Linked DNA regions of Mus musculus: all the other regions are linked to region 2. Evidence: chromatin contacts called from public HiChIP or PLAC-seq and promoter capture Hi-C data. All regions are on one chromosome and are shown on one strand. Each heading gives the region's core, a stretch centred on a gene start, on an enhancer-like site or on the middle of the called end of the contact. The rest is flanking DNA. Distances are from core to core; before and after follow the strand shown.

What was found. Promoter capture Hi-C pulls out the DNA fragments that hold promoters and counts their contacts. HiChIP or PLAC-seq counts read pairs in DNA pulled down with a chosen protein or histone mark.
Region 1: a contact with region 2 is called in a promoter capture Hi-C map of Sertoli cells, with 3 times the contacts expected there. The contact joins the enhancer-like site here to the promoter of Tgif1 in region 2. A contact is called at or near these places in 11 of 39 promoter capture datasets (the 3T3-L1 cell line, the C10 cell line, the HPC-7 cell line and 8 more), 2 of 15 datasets of contacts at CTCF or cohesin (CD8 T cells and pro-B cells), 6 of 484 Hi-C or Micro-C datasets (CD8 T cells, Sertoli cells, bone marrow-derived macrophages and 3 more), 23 of 115 datasets of contacts at active chromatin or transcription factors (the 230-238 cell line, CD8 T cells, the HPC-7 cell line and 18 more) and 3 of 9 other capture datasets (adipose tissue, liver and pancreatic islet).
Region 3: a contact with region 2 is called in an H3K4me3 HiChIP or PLAC-seq map of embryonic stem cells, with 40 read pairs. The contact joins the enhancer-like site here to the promoter of Tgif1 in region 2. A contact is called at or near these places in 2 of 39 promoter capture datasets (Sertoli cells and macrophages), 1 of 15 datasets of contacts at CTCF or cohesin (the NIH/3T3 cell line), 5 of 484 Hi-C or Micro-C datasets (Sertoli cells, bone marrow-derived dendritic cells, nephron progenitors and 2 more), 20 of 115 datasets of contacts at active chromatin or transcription factors (the SCID.adh cell line, bone marrow-derived macrophages, embryonic fibroblasts and 11 more) and 3 of 9 other capture datasets (adipose tissue, liver and pancreatic islet).

What each region holds. Positions count from the first base shown.
Region 1 is chr17:70,943,581-70,947,186 of GRCm38.p6, reverse strand. It overlaps Gm46595 (a long non-coding RNA gene), which reads left to right. Exons shown (of 3, transcript XR_001782184.2): 3 at 2,369-2,485. Among named protein-coding and RNA genes, the nearest start is that of Gm26510, 20 kb to the right of the region's middle. Within about 2 kb of position 1,971, at least 12 of the 459 cell types and tissues checked have an H3K27ac peak or open chromatin away from gene starts, as enhancers often do. A contact at or near this core is called in Sertoli cells, where this site is marked.
Region 2 is chr17:70,849,866-70,853,467 of GRCm38.p6, reverse strand. Tgif1 (TGFB-induced factor homeobox 1) reads left to right here and starts at 2,258. Exons shown (of 3, transcript NM_009372.3): 1 at 2,258-2,596. The coding sequence starts at 2,581.
Region 3 is chr17:70,770,944-70,774,436 of GRCm38.p6, reverse strand. The region is part of intron 8 of Dlgap1 (DLG associated protein 1); the gene reads right to left. All of the region lies in intron 4 of Gm41609 (predicted gene, 41609), which reads left to right. Among named protein-coding and RNA genes, the nearest start is that of Gm41609, 33 kb to the left of the region's middle. Within about 2 kb of position 1,661, at least 37 of the 459 cell types and tissues checked have an H3K27ac peak or open chromatin away from gene starts, as enhancers often do. A contact at or near this core is called in embryonic stem cells, epiblast stem cells and stem cell-derived anterior neural progenitor cells, where this site is marked.

The DNA.
Region 1 (3,606 bases), core at 722-3,221, 94 kb before region 2:
CAACTTAAGGAGTGTCTTAGTCAGTGCTCTATTGCTGGGACAATTGCTGGGACAAGAGACACCACCACCATAGGAACTCTTATCAGGGAAAGCATTTAATTGAATCTTGAGAACAGTTTCAAAGGGTTAGTCCATTTTCATCACGGTAGGGGAGCACGGAGGCATGCAGGCAGGTGTGTTGCTGGAGAAGTAGCTGAGAGTTCTACTTCTTGATCTGCAGGCAGCAAAAAGAGCCAGACAGTGTGCCAACTTGAGCTTTTGAAACCCCAAAGCCCACTCCCAGTGACACACTTCATCCAACAAGACCATACCTCCTAATTCCTCTCAAGTAGTGCCACTCCCTGATGACCATCATAGGGAGAAATGGTTTTATTTGGTTTACATGTTCATCATCAGTCAAGGAATGCCTGGGCAGGAACTCAAGTAGAACCTGGAGGCAGGAACCAAAGCAGAGACCATGGAGGAATGTTGCTCACTGGCTTGCGCTAATGGCTTGCATCCTATGGCTTAGTTAGGCTGCTTTTTTTATGCAACCAAAGGTCAGTTGCCCATGGGTGGCACAGTGTTCTGGTTCCCACCATGTCAACCATTCAGCAAGAAATGACCCGCAGACAAGCCAATCATGTCTAATGACCCACAGGCTAATATAATGGAGACATTTTCTCAGTAGCAGTTCTTCCCAGATGACCTGAGCTTGTGTCAAGTTGACAAAAACCTAAGCAGTGCAGCTGCCCCTCAGTGTACAGGAAAGTGATGCTCTGATGGTCCTGTTGTCCATTTAAAATATCAAAAATGCATTTACCACCTGAGCATTGTGGAGCAGGCCTATGAAAGCGGTATTTGGAAGGCTGAAGCTGGTGGATCATGAGTGTCAGGTCAGCCTGGACTATGTAAGAAGACTATCTCAGGCTGGAGAGATGGTTCAGTGGTTAAGAGTACTGACTGCTCTTCCAAAGGTCCTGAGTTCAAATCCCAGCAACCACATGGTGGCTTCCAACCATCCGTAGTGAGATCTGATGCCCTCTTCTGGTGCATCTGAAGACAGCTACAGTATACTTAGATATAATAATAATAATAATAATAATAATAATAATAATAATAATAATAATAAAGTTTTTTTTAAAGAAGACCATCTCAAACAAAACCAAACCAGTTTTTGAAATCACAACCCCACTCCCCTCTACTTTGCTGCTCCTTGCATAGCATGGGGTGGGTGAGCATGAATGTAATACCTAATTATTAAACATCAGAGCTTAGATTAGTCTACCTGAAATACATCAGCACACATGCGGCAGAGTCCAGGTGGGCACTTGCGATAGTTTTGTACTATTTATCATTAGAAACAGGAACACCATTTCTATCACTAGAACAGTATCACTGTTTGTCTCGCTAGAAACAGTAGTAACAGAAAAAGATAAAATTCAACATTCCAAGGACGACTTTCCCTTCTTCTGTATTTCTCTTTTTCTTTCCTTTTATGTATACGGGTGCTTTGCTGTGTGTGTTCTGTGCATCACTTGTGTCCCTGGTGCTGAGGAGGTCAGAAGAGGAAGTTGGGTCCCCTGGAATTTGAGTAACAGATTGAATGGTAGGGATCGAACTTGGGTCCTCCGGAAGAGCAGCCAGTGCTGTGTCACCTCTCCAGCCACTATGTGGTTTTCTTTTGCTCTATTGAAACATTGGAACATAACAAAATTAAACTACCACGAATCATGTTACATGCTGAAAACCTGGGGTGGGACACTATATACTTCAGGAAGCAGGCCCTCATCTCCCCCACAAACTGCAGTGCTAACTGCAGAGCACAATGCATAAAACAGAAGAAAGCTCTGCAATGAGAAAAAGCAGGGAGATGAGGGACCTTGAGACTCAAGGGACAACGAGATAACACCCCTCCCTCCACCCCCGCCTGCCCCTGGGCTAGCACCTTTGCCTCCTCCAGTCAATAGTCTGAAGAAGCCGAAATTCCAACTGACATAGATAAAACAGCAGGCTTGCTCTCTCTAGACAATGGCTCCAGGAAAGAGGCCACCTCGACACGCTACTCTATCCAAACATCACTCTTATCTGAAAAAGCCAGATGGGGAGCTTAGCTCTCTCTCCTGACTCACCTATGACAAGAACCCCAAATACCCCTCCAGGTTGAGGTCAGAGGGTACCCACTAGGGAGTCAGGACACTCCTATAGTAACCTTGTCACCCTCTGTTGTCAGCAGAGGTCACACTGGGCCAAGGTCACACTGGGCTCATATACAGCAAGGGGTGGTCTCAGGGGGTACCTTGTGGAGCCCCAGAACTCTCTCCACTCTTCAGCAGAAATGCGAAGTCTGCTCACACAGGAAACCTGTCCACCTGCCTCTGTCTTTCAGCAATGAGAGGGCGACCCTGTTTGTCTCCTGAAGTCGTACCAGAGGAAGCCAACGGAAATAGAAGCTGCAGAGGGAAGGCAGAGTCCTGCGTAGACACCAACATATAGGCATCGATCAAATGGAAACAGCATTCTCTGTTGGAAAAAATTCATTAAAAAAACCCTCAAATTTGTGGCAAAAAAAAAGGGCAATCACCAAAAGATGTTAGAATTATTTAACGAATATTTCTAAACACCTGTGACTGCTGGGCTTGGTGGTGCACACTTGTAATGCCAGGACCTGGGAAAATCAAGAATTCAAGTTCACTTCAGCTACATAGAGAGACTCTCTCTCAAAAAGTTAATTCAAAAACCAATCAAACTGAAAGAAACACAGAATGGAGTTATTAACCCAGATTTCTACATCCAATGACTCAAAGACAACATCCAACAGGGATGGAGAGAAAACAAAAACATTCTCAGAGACGAGAAAACTAATGTATTAACCCAGACCTCTCATTTCTGTGGGAGTCCTTAAGCAGAAAACAAACTTTTTGAAAACAGATTTATTCTATTTTTCAATTATGTGTATATGTGGGGAGTTGGTGGGGGGCGGGGAAAGACTGTCAGAATATCTGGAACTGAGTTTCAGGTGGTTGGGAGTTGCCCAGTGTGGGTGCTGGGATTGAATTCAAGTCCTCTGTCAAGGCAGTTTGAGCTCCTAACTACTGAACCATCTCTCTAGGAAATTACTTTTTAACAAAGAAAACTTGAGATAGTCATGGTGACTCATGCCTGTCATCCCAGCACTCTGGACCCTGAAGAAGATGACTGTGAATCTGGACCACAGAGTAAGACTAGCTAAAGTCTGGAGGCTTGCCTAGTGGTGGTTAAACAGTTACCACGCAATTTGAAGACTGGAGTGCGGATCCCAGAACCTACGTCAACAGTGAGTGAGCAAAAGGTGATCTGCTGGTGGTTCTGGTCTCAGAAAGTGGAGACTGGGGATCTACAGAGAGAGCCAGTTAGCAGAAGTAGCCATATCGGTGAGCTCTGGGTTCCAATGAGAGACCTGCCTTATGGAATAAGGAGGAAGGTGATCAAGCCTGATTCTTCCACATCTATGAGCTCACACACATATGTGTCCCACATATGCAAACACACACACACACACACACACACACACACACACACACACACACACACACACACGAGAGAGAGAGAGAGAGAGAGAGAGACAGACAGACAGACAGACAGACA
Region 2 (3,602 bases), core at 1,009-3,508:
CAGCTGGCCTTCGCGTCACGGTGAGTTTTTAATTCTGCGTTTTCCTCCCGTCCTAGTTTGAAAGAGGCTTCTACTCTCTCTCTCTGCTCCCGCTCGCCCCGTAAAGTTTGTTTTCAAACCTTGTAAACCCGGTTTCCATCAGTGCGGCCGGAGAATCGCATTCATTAGCCAGGCTGACTTGGGAGAAAAGAAAAGCTACCTTTGTGTACATAATGAGAGCCACCGCGTGGCCGCGGGTAACCGCCGGGAAAGAACGCTCTGGCCTCGAGCCGCCGTGGGTTGGGCTTAGCGGACCCGAGGCGGGTTCCGTGGGGTGGACCCTGAAGCCGCTGTCCAAGTTAGCAAACAAAATGACAAGGCAGTCACCGCCGGGTCCGGACCCGGCTCCTGCCACTCACTCGGTCCAGCTCCTCCTCCCCGAGTCTGTTCTCCCTCCTCTCCCGAGTCCCCGGCGGATGTGAGCCACCAATCCCAGCCACAAACACCAAAAACCCAGAGCGAGGCGGCCCTCAACCGGCGGCTGGGCCCTCCGTGGCCCCCTCCCGCACCACATGAGTCCCGCACCGGGGCGCAGCAGCTGAGTCATCCCCTGCCGGGTCCCGGAAAGCGCTGCGCCAGGGCGGTTTGCAGAGGGGGCTTGCCAGCCGTTGGGTTCTCCCTGGACACTGTCGTGCAACCGCCTCCTGCGCTGATGCCCGCGTGTGCTCACTTAGGGAGCACTCTGCAAACCACAGGATTTAGGGAAGGGGGAGGGTCATTTTAAGGTTCCTGCCTGCTTACTGTGACTCTTCCTCCAGTTGGTTCATTTTGGAAAAACCACCCAAGCTTCTTTTTTGACTCGGGGTTTTAACGCGCTCCTCGGAGGGGGCGCGGCGGAGGCTTGCTTTAATTTCCAACATAATCATAAACAGGTTCCAAAGTCTAGCGGGTCATCCTGTGGCCGCCTTACTGTGGCTCGGCTTTAACCTTGTTTTTACGGGTCTGTCTCCTCCTGCCGGATCTCCACCGAGGTCACAAAACCAGAACAGCCACAAAGCCGAAACTGGAGACAGACACCGGCGGTGACGTCGCTGCTCAGCTTATTTACGTTTGGGGTTTTTCCCCCCCTCTATGGGGAAAGTCTTCTGTGACATGTGACAGTTGCTTTTCTTTGCTTTTTTTTTTTTTTTTTTTTTTTTTTTTTTTAAACAACCGGGCATAGGTGAAAACTAGACCCAGAAGTGCGGGCGTGCGCGTCTCGAAGTCAGCCATAACAGCATCTGGCTTGTATTTGGGGAGGGGACGATTCTCGATTCTTCGTTCAACTCTTTGGAGCTCCCCTCTCAAGCAAAATAAACCAATAGGAATGAGTGTTTATTTAATGGCTAGTTTCTGTTTGAAATACTGAAGGGTGTCCTCTGGTGGGATATTAGCACACAAAGTAGACACTGTTTACTGAAACAGATGAGCAGTCCCGGCGTAGTCCCCCATCTTTTTAAAAAGGCGCGTGGGGGTGGGGGAGTCGCAGTGGGGCACACGCGCGCTCTGGCCGTCCCCCTAGCCCAGACGTTTAAAGAGCATGTGAGCATGACAAGTGTCTATTCGCAACGTGTTAGATTTCGAAACTGCCTTGCAATCCAATCCGGAACTCAGAGCTTTAGCCCGGGGGAATAGACATTTGCCCACGGTGACTATGTCTGCCTCCCCCCACCCCCACTGTCGCTGTTGGCAGAAGAGTCCACGAGGAGGAGGGTGCGCTGTGCCGCGCCCGCGTGTCAATGGCAGCTGCGCCTTCTGGAAGAAGTTGATTCTTGTCTGGAATACTTTTCCTTCGGTGCCCCACCCCTTGAATCAGAAGCTGCTGCCTCCGGCGGCTGGAGCAGAGACAGTGAAGTTTGGGGCAGCTGTCAAAAACAAGGATGGGGGTGTCTTTTCTTCTCTGGGGTGGACAGAGGAGATGTCCTTAAACCTCTCTCCATCCTTTACAAACTAAATGCACTCTTCGCTAGCCCGGGGAGGAAAGGCCCCAAAAGAGAAACCAGTGTGGCCGCTGAGAGCTGAGGGATGGAGATGGTGCTCTCGCCACGGGCAGGCAGGCATGACCCTGCTTCTGGGTTCCGCCAGCGCGTAGAGGGACGGGTGATCTCGGCCCCCAGGCCCAGGGTTGTGGAGCTGGAAGGTGCGGGGGAGGGGCAGAGGAGCGCGGCGGGGCGGGCGGGGGACGGGGCGGGCGGTTGGGGGCGGAGGCAGGACCTCCTGTACCTTCCCTCTGCTCTCTCACTCTGACAGCGCCGAGGTGCGCCGAGTGGAGCGGGAAACAAAGGAGCTGAGTAGGGAGGGAGGGAATTGGGCCAGGGAGAACCCCCGGCTGGCTGCCAGAAGATCCCGACTGGAGGAAGCCCAAGTGTCACTTGAATTCCAACCCAGAAGCCAGCGCCTGAGACCGGAGCACCTTGTTTAGCAATAGTGGTTGGAACACTCTCTTGTAAGTTACCGGAGCACTAGTATAGGAGGAGGATCATCGACTACCCTCCCGCCACTCCACGGCTGCTGGCTCCTAGAAACCCCAGCTTCACCTCTCACTGGGACTCGAGTTCCAGAATGAAAAGCAAGAAGGGTAAGGTGGCGGCGGGCTGTGAGCGCCCGGGGCACCAGTGCGGGACATGTGCGGGCCGCGCCGGATCGGGAGAACACTGACTTGATGGGACTTTTCGGACCAGTGGCTCCCCGGCTGGATTGGTGGCTGTTCTCTTTGTTGAGGCTGTGTCTCTGATGGCAGTTGGTGTTCTTTTCCTTCTAGACACAACCCGAGGGGCTGTTGTGGGGAGGCTGAGCCGCGCCACGCTGTTGGCACGTTGTCAAGAACCACGCTCAGCGCCTTGTTTGTACGCCTCCAAGTTTCATTGTCTTCCTGACACCCCATGCTCGGCCCAGGCGCCGCGTGGTTTCTAGTGCCGTTTCTGGGGCAGGGCTTTGCGGTTGATGTTCTAGGAGACCCTGGCACCTCGCTTTTCCCTGTGGGGGGTCCTTGGCGAATTCCAGTCGCCTTACCTTTTGTCTAAAAGTTTGTAGTTCCGGGTGTTCTCTCACTCCTCGCCGGATCCTGGCAATGTTTTTTTTTTTTTTTTTTTTAAAGAGATGTGTTTTTCACTATCAAAGGAATGTGATCCGGGACCCCCACACATATCGCCCTAGGGCGAGCATAGCTTTGGAAAGATGGACTTTAAAATTTTTACTAGTTTCTGAAAGTTTTCCCACGATGAATTTAGGACCGCGTGTGCTGTTAGAACACAAGTACCATGCAGTCGAAAACTGTCCAAGTGTGACAAGCAGGCTTGGTTGTAAGTGCAAAAAGCGAGGCTGTCATTGTTTCCACCAAAGCTTTACAACTAAAACTTGCCGTCAGTCTGGTTTAAAAACAAAACACACTGGGGAGGAAGGGGGGAAAAAAAAAACCCAAAAGGTCAAAGACTGTGAAGTCCCTTTTGAAGCTAACTTTGGAGTCCCTGACTGGGAGGTCCCTCGAGTGTTCCAGTCGTGGACTGGAGTTGGCTTTTTTTGTTGTGATTTATGTGGAGTGGTTCAAAACAGAAGTTAATCGCTTGGAGAAGCGGGCGGGGGGA
Region 3 (3,493 bases), core at 412-2,911, 78 kb after region 2:
CGTGCGCCACCACACCCGGCCTAATTAATTTATTTTTATGTGTATGAGTGCTCTGTCTGTATGTATGTCTGTGCACCATATTTATATCTGAAGCCAAGGGAAGTCAGAAAAGGGTGTTAGACCCCTGGGACTGCCATTATAAATGGCTATAAGCTGCTATGTGGGTGCTAGGAATTGAACCTGGATTCTCTGGAAGAGCAGCCAGTGTTTTTTTTTTTTTTTTTGTTTTTTTTTTAAGATTTATTTATTATTATATCTAAGTACACTGTAGCTGTTTTCAGACGCACCAGAAGAGGGCATCAGATCTCATTACGGATGGTTGTGAGCCCCCATGTGGTTGCTGGGATTTGAACTCTGGACCTTCAGAAGAGCAGTCGGTGCTCTTAACCACTGAGCCAATGTTCTTAACCTCCAAGCCATTTCTCTAACCCCTTGGTAATAACTTTTAAAGTGGGATACTAAAAATATAAGTAACAAAGGGATGAGTTGGACTTTTTCAAAATTTAAAACTGTTATCTCAAAACACCCTATACAGAGAGTGGGAAGCCAGCTCATAGAATGTAGGGAAATAATATTTAAATCTGATAAAGATCTGGTGTACAGAATATACAAAGAATTCTTAAAATATTGAATAACCAAAGAACAAAAAGTCCAATTTCTATAAAAAGGGCAAATAACGTGAATAAACACTCTCTATACAATTGCCCAGGAGACACAGGAAACATAACTCAATATTAGAGAAATTCAAACCAAAGCGCTAATGAGATAGATACCACTGTACATCCACCAAGATGACACAGTAGAAGGAAAAAACAGAAGTCAATAACAATGCTTCCTCAACTAAACACAGAAAATGTTTTCTTTTCCCTGTTTTGAGTCACAGTCTGTTAACTCCTGGCTATCTTTGGACGAACTATATAGACCAGGATGGCCTCCCTCAAACTCACAGAGGTCCTCTTGCCTATGTCTCTGGAGTGCTGCAATCATTAAAGGTAGCAAGTTGTTGTTTTAAAAATTTTTAAAAACATTTATTTTTCTTTTTGTATGTGTGTGTGTTGAGGGGGGGGAGGCTGTGTGTCAGAGGACAATTTAAGGTCCCAAGGATCAAACTCAGGTCTTCAGGCTCAGCAGCCAGTGCTAAGCTATCTGGCATGAGTATTTAATAACAAAGAGAACACTTATGTAGTGATTTTAAAAAAATTATTATTTTATGTGTATGGCTGACTTGTCTGCATGTATGTGTGTGTGTACTACATATGTTCCTGGTGTCTTCAGAGACCAGAAGAGGGTGTCAGATCCCCTGGGACTGTAATTACAGCAGTTGTGAATCGTGATGTGGGTGATGGTGATGTGGGTGCTGGGAATCAAACCCAGGTCAAATGCCAGAGCAGCCAGTACTCTTTCCCATTGAGCCATCTCTCCAGCCCTTACTTTTCTTAGCATTAATTGAATTATTCAGTAGTACACAATCCTTATTTAAAAAACAACATTGTAAAGAGAAGAGATACAGGCACACACGGACACAGGTGGCTTTTGTTTTCCCCTTGACTCTGAATCTTACGGGTTATACATTGTTACCTTGTCACTATATCTCTGCCTCTGAGTAAATCTGCATAGTCCTTTTATCATGTAGACAGTAATCACCTCCCTTTTTGTGTCTCTTGCTGGGGTCAGAATTACCAGTGGGCTCATGTAACAAAGGGCAGTTTAGAGTCACTGAGCTAATACAATGTCACTTAGGGAAAGGGGAGCCCCCTGGGAGCTTCAGGCTTTCTCACCTTAGTCAACAGAAAGGATTACTTTCCTAGAGTTGTTAATTATCAGCTTGAAAGCCTAGAAGACTTCATAGGGATTCCTGGGAGCAGTCAAAAGCCATAGAGAGGATGGAGCAGATGAAGGAGGGCTTGCACCCAGGGATGCAGAGGAGGCACTGTGGGTGTGAGCTGCTTTGCTAAGAATCCACCCTTCAGGTGGGCAAATATGTACCCTGTGGATCAGTGTTACTAGCTGGCCTGCGAACAGAGTAGGAACTGGGGGATGTTTTTGACAAAGGTAGTGAGTTAAGCTGAAGAGAACCGCCTCCTTACAAAACGACTCTGGGCCTTTAAAGCATTCCTTTGTGCATGCGCCCTACTGTGAGCCTGCCCAGGAAAGGGGACACGGTATATCTGCTACCCATGACGTTCCGAGGATGTCCTAGCTGCCCACAAACTCTGTGCTGTTCCGCGTCTATGCCTCTTCTTGAAGCAGAGGGCTGCCCAACACATCTTGCTTCTGTGCTTCTTTACAAATAACTTAGGAACTGATTTATTTTAATTCAGAACTCTGTGAAGTCTCCTGCTCAGTTAAATAACCAGTCAGGTAGGTTTTTCAGGCTTGTTGTTTACCTAAACTGGGACCATTCTAAACCCTGGGGGTCTCCTGGCTTCTTATGTATTCATCTCTTTCTCCGGGCTCTGTTTTCTTTCTATTCTCGCTCTCTGTGAGGTTGGGGTTTCTTAGTCCAGTCTGTTTGGGTAAGGAAGCCCCGGATTGTTATCTAGTATTCAGTGTGAAAACAGCTGGCTCCTAATTAACACTAGATAATTGGGGGGGGGGGGGTTCCCCCAGTCATCAGGAAGGAATTTCAACTGCCCAGTGCTGCTTTGTGATATGGTATCTAAGTGAACCGCCACCGGCAGGATCATAAAAAAGAATTATAAGAGACAGAAGATGAAAGCAAGCCCTCTATGTCTGACAATGTGTTTTCTTTCAGAAACAGGCATTCATAGATATGCTTATTTATTCACAGAAAGGTGAACTACAAAGTGACCTGTGGAGGGACATTCTAGCAGGTTAAGCCCTAAAATTACTGTCAGCTCTTCTTAGGAGATTAATTTGTTTATTTACTTAGTTGTTTGGGTTTTTGAGACAGGGTCTCAGTACATAGCCTTGGCTGGCCTCAATTCACAGAGATCCACTCATTTCATTTCTAGAGTGCTGGAATTATCATGCCCAGCATTTATTTGTTTGTCTGTCTATCATCTATCTATCTATCTATCTATCTATCTATCTATCTATCTATCTATTTTGAGAAGGGTCTCTCTGTGTAGCCCTGGAACTCACTCTGTAGACCAGGCTGGCCTTGAACCCAGAGATCCACCTGTCTCCACCTCCCAAGTGATGGGATTGAAGGCGTGCATCACTGACCAGCTGTCTTAGTCAGGGTTTCTATTCCTGCACAAACTTTGTGACCAAGAAACAAGTTGGGGAGGAAAGGGTTTATTTGGCTTACACTTCCATGTTGCTGTTCATCACCAAAGGAAGTCAGGACTGGAACTCAAGCAGGTCAGGGAGCAGGAGCTGGTTCAGAGGCCATGGAGAGATGTTCTTTACTGGCTTGCTCAGCCTGCTCTCTTATAGAACCAAGACTACCGGCCCAGAGATGGCACCACCCACAAGGGGCCTTTCCCCCTTGATCACTAATTGAGAAAATGCCTTACAGTTGGATCTC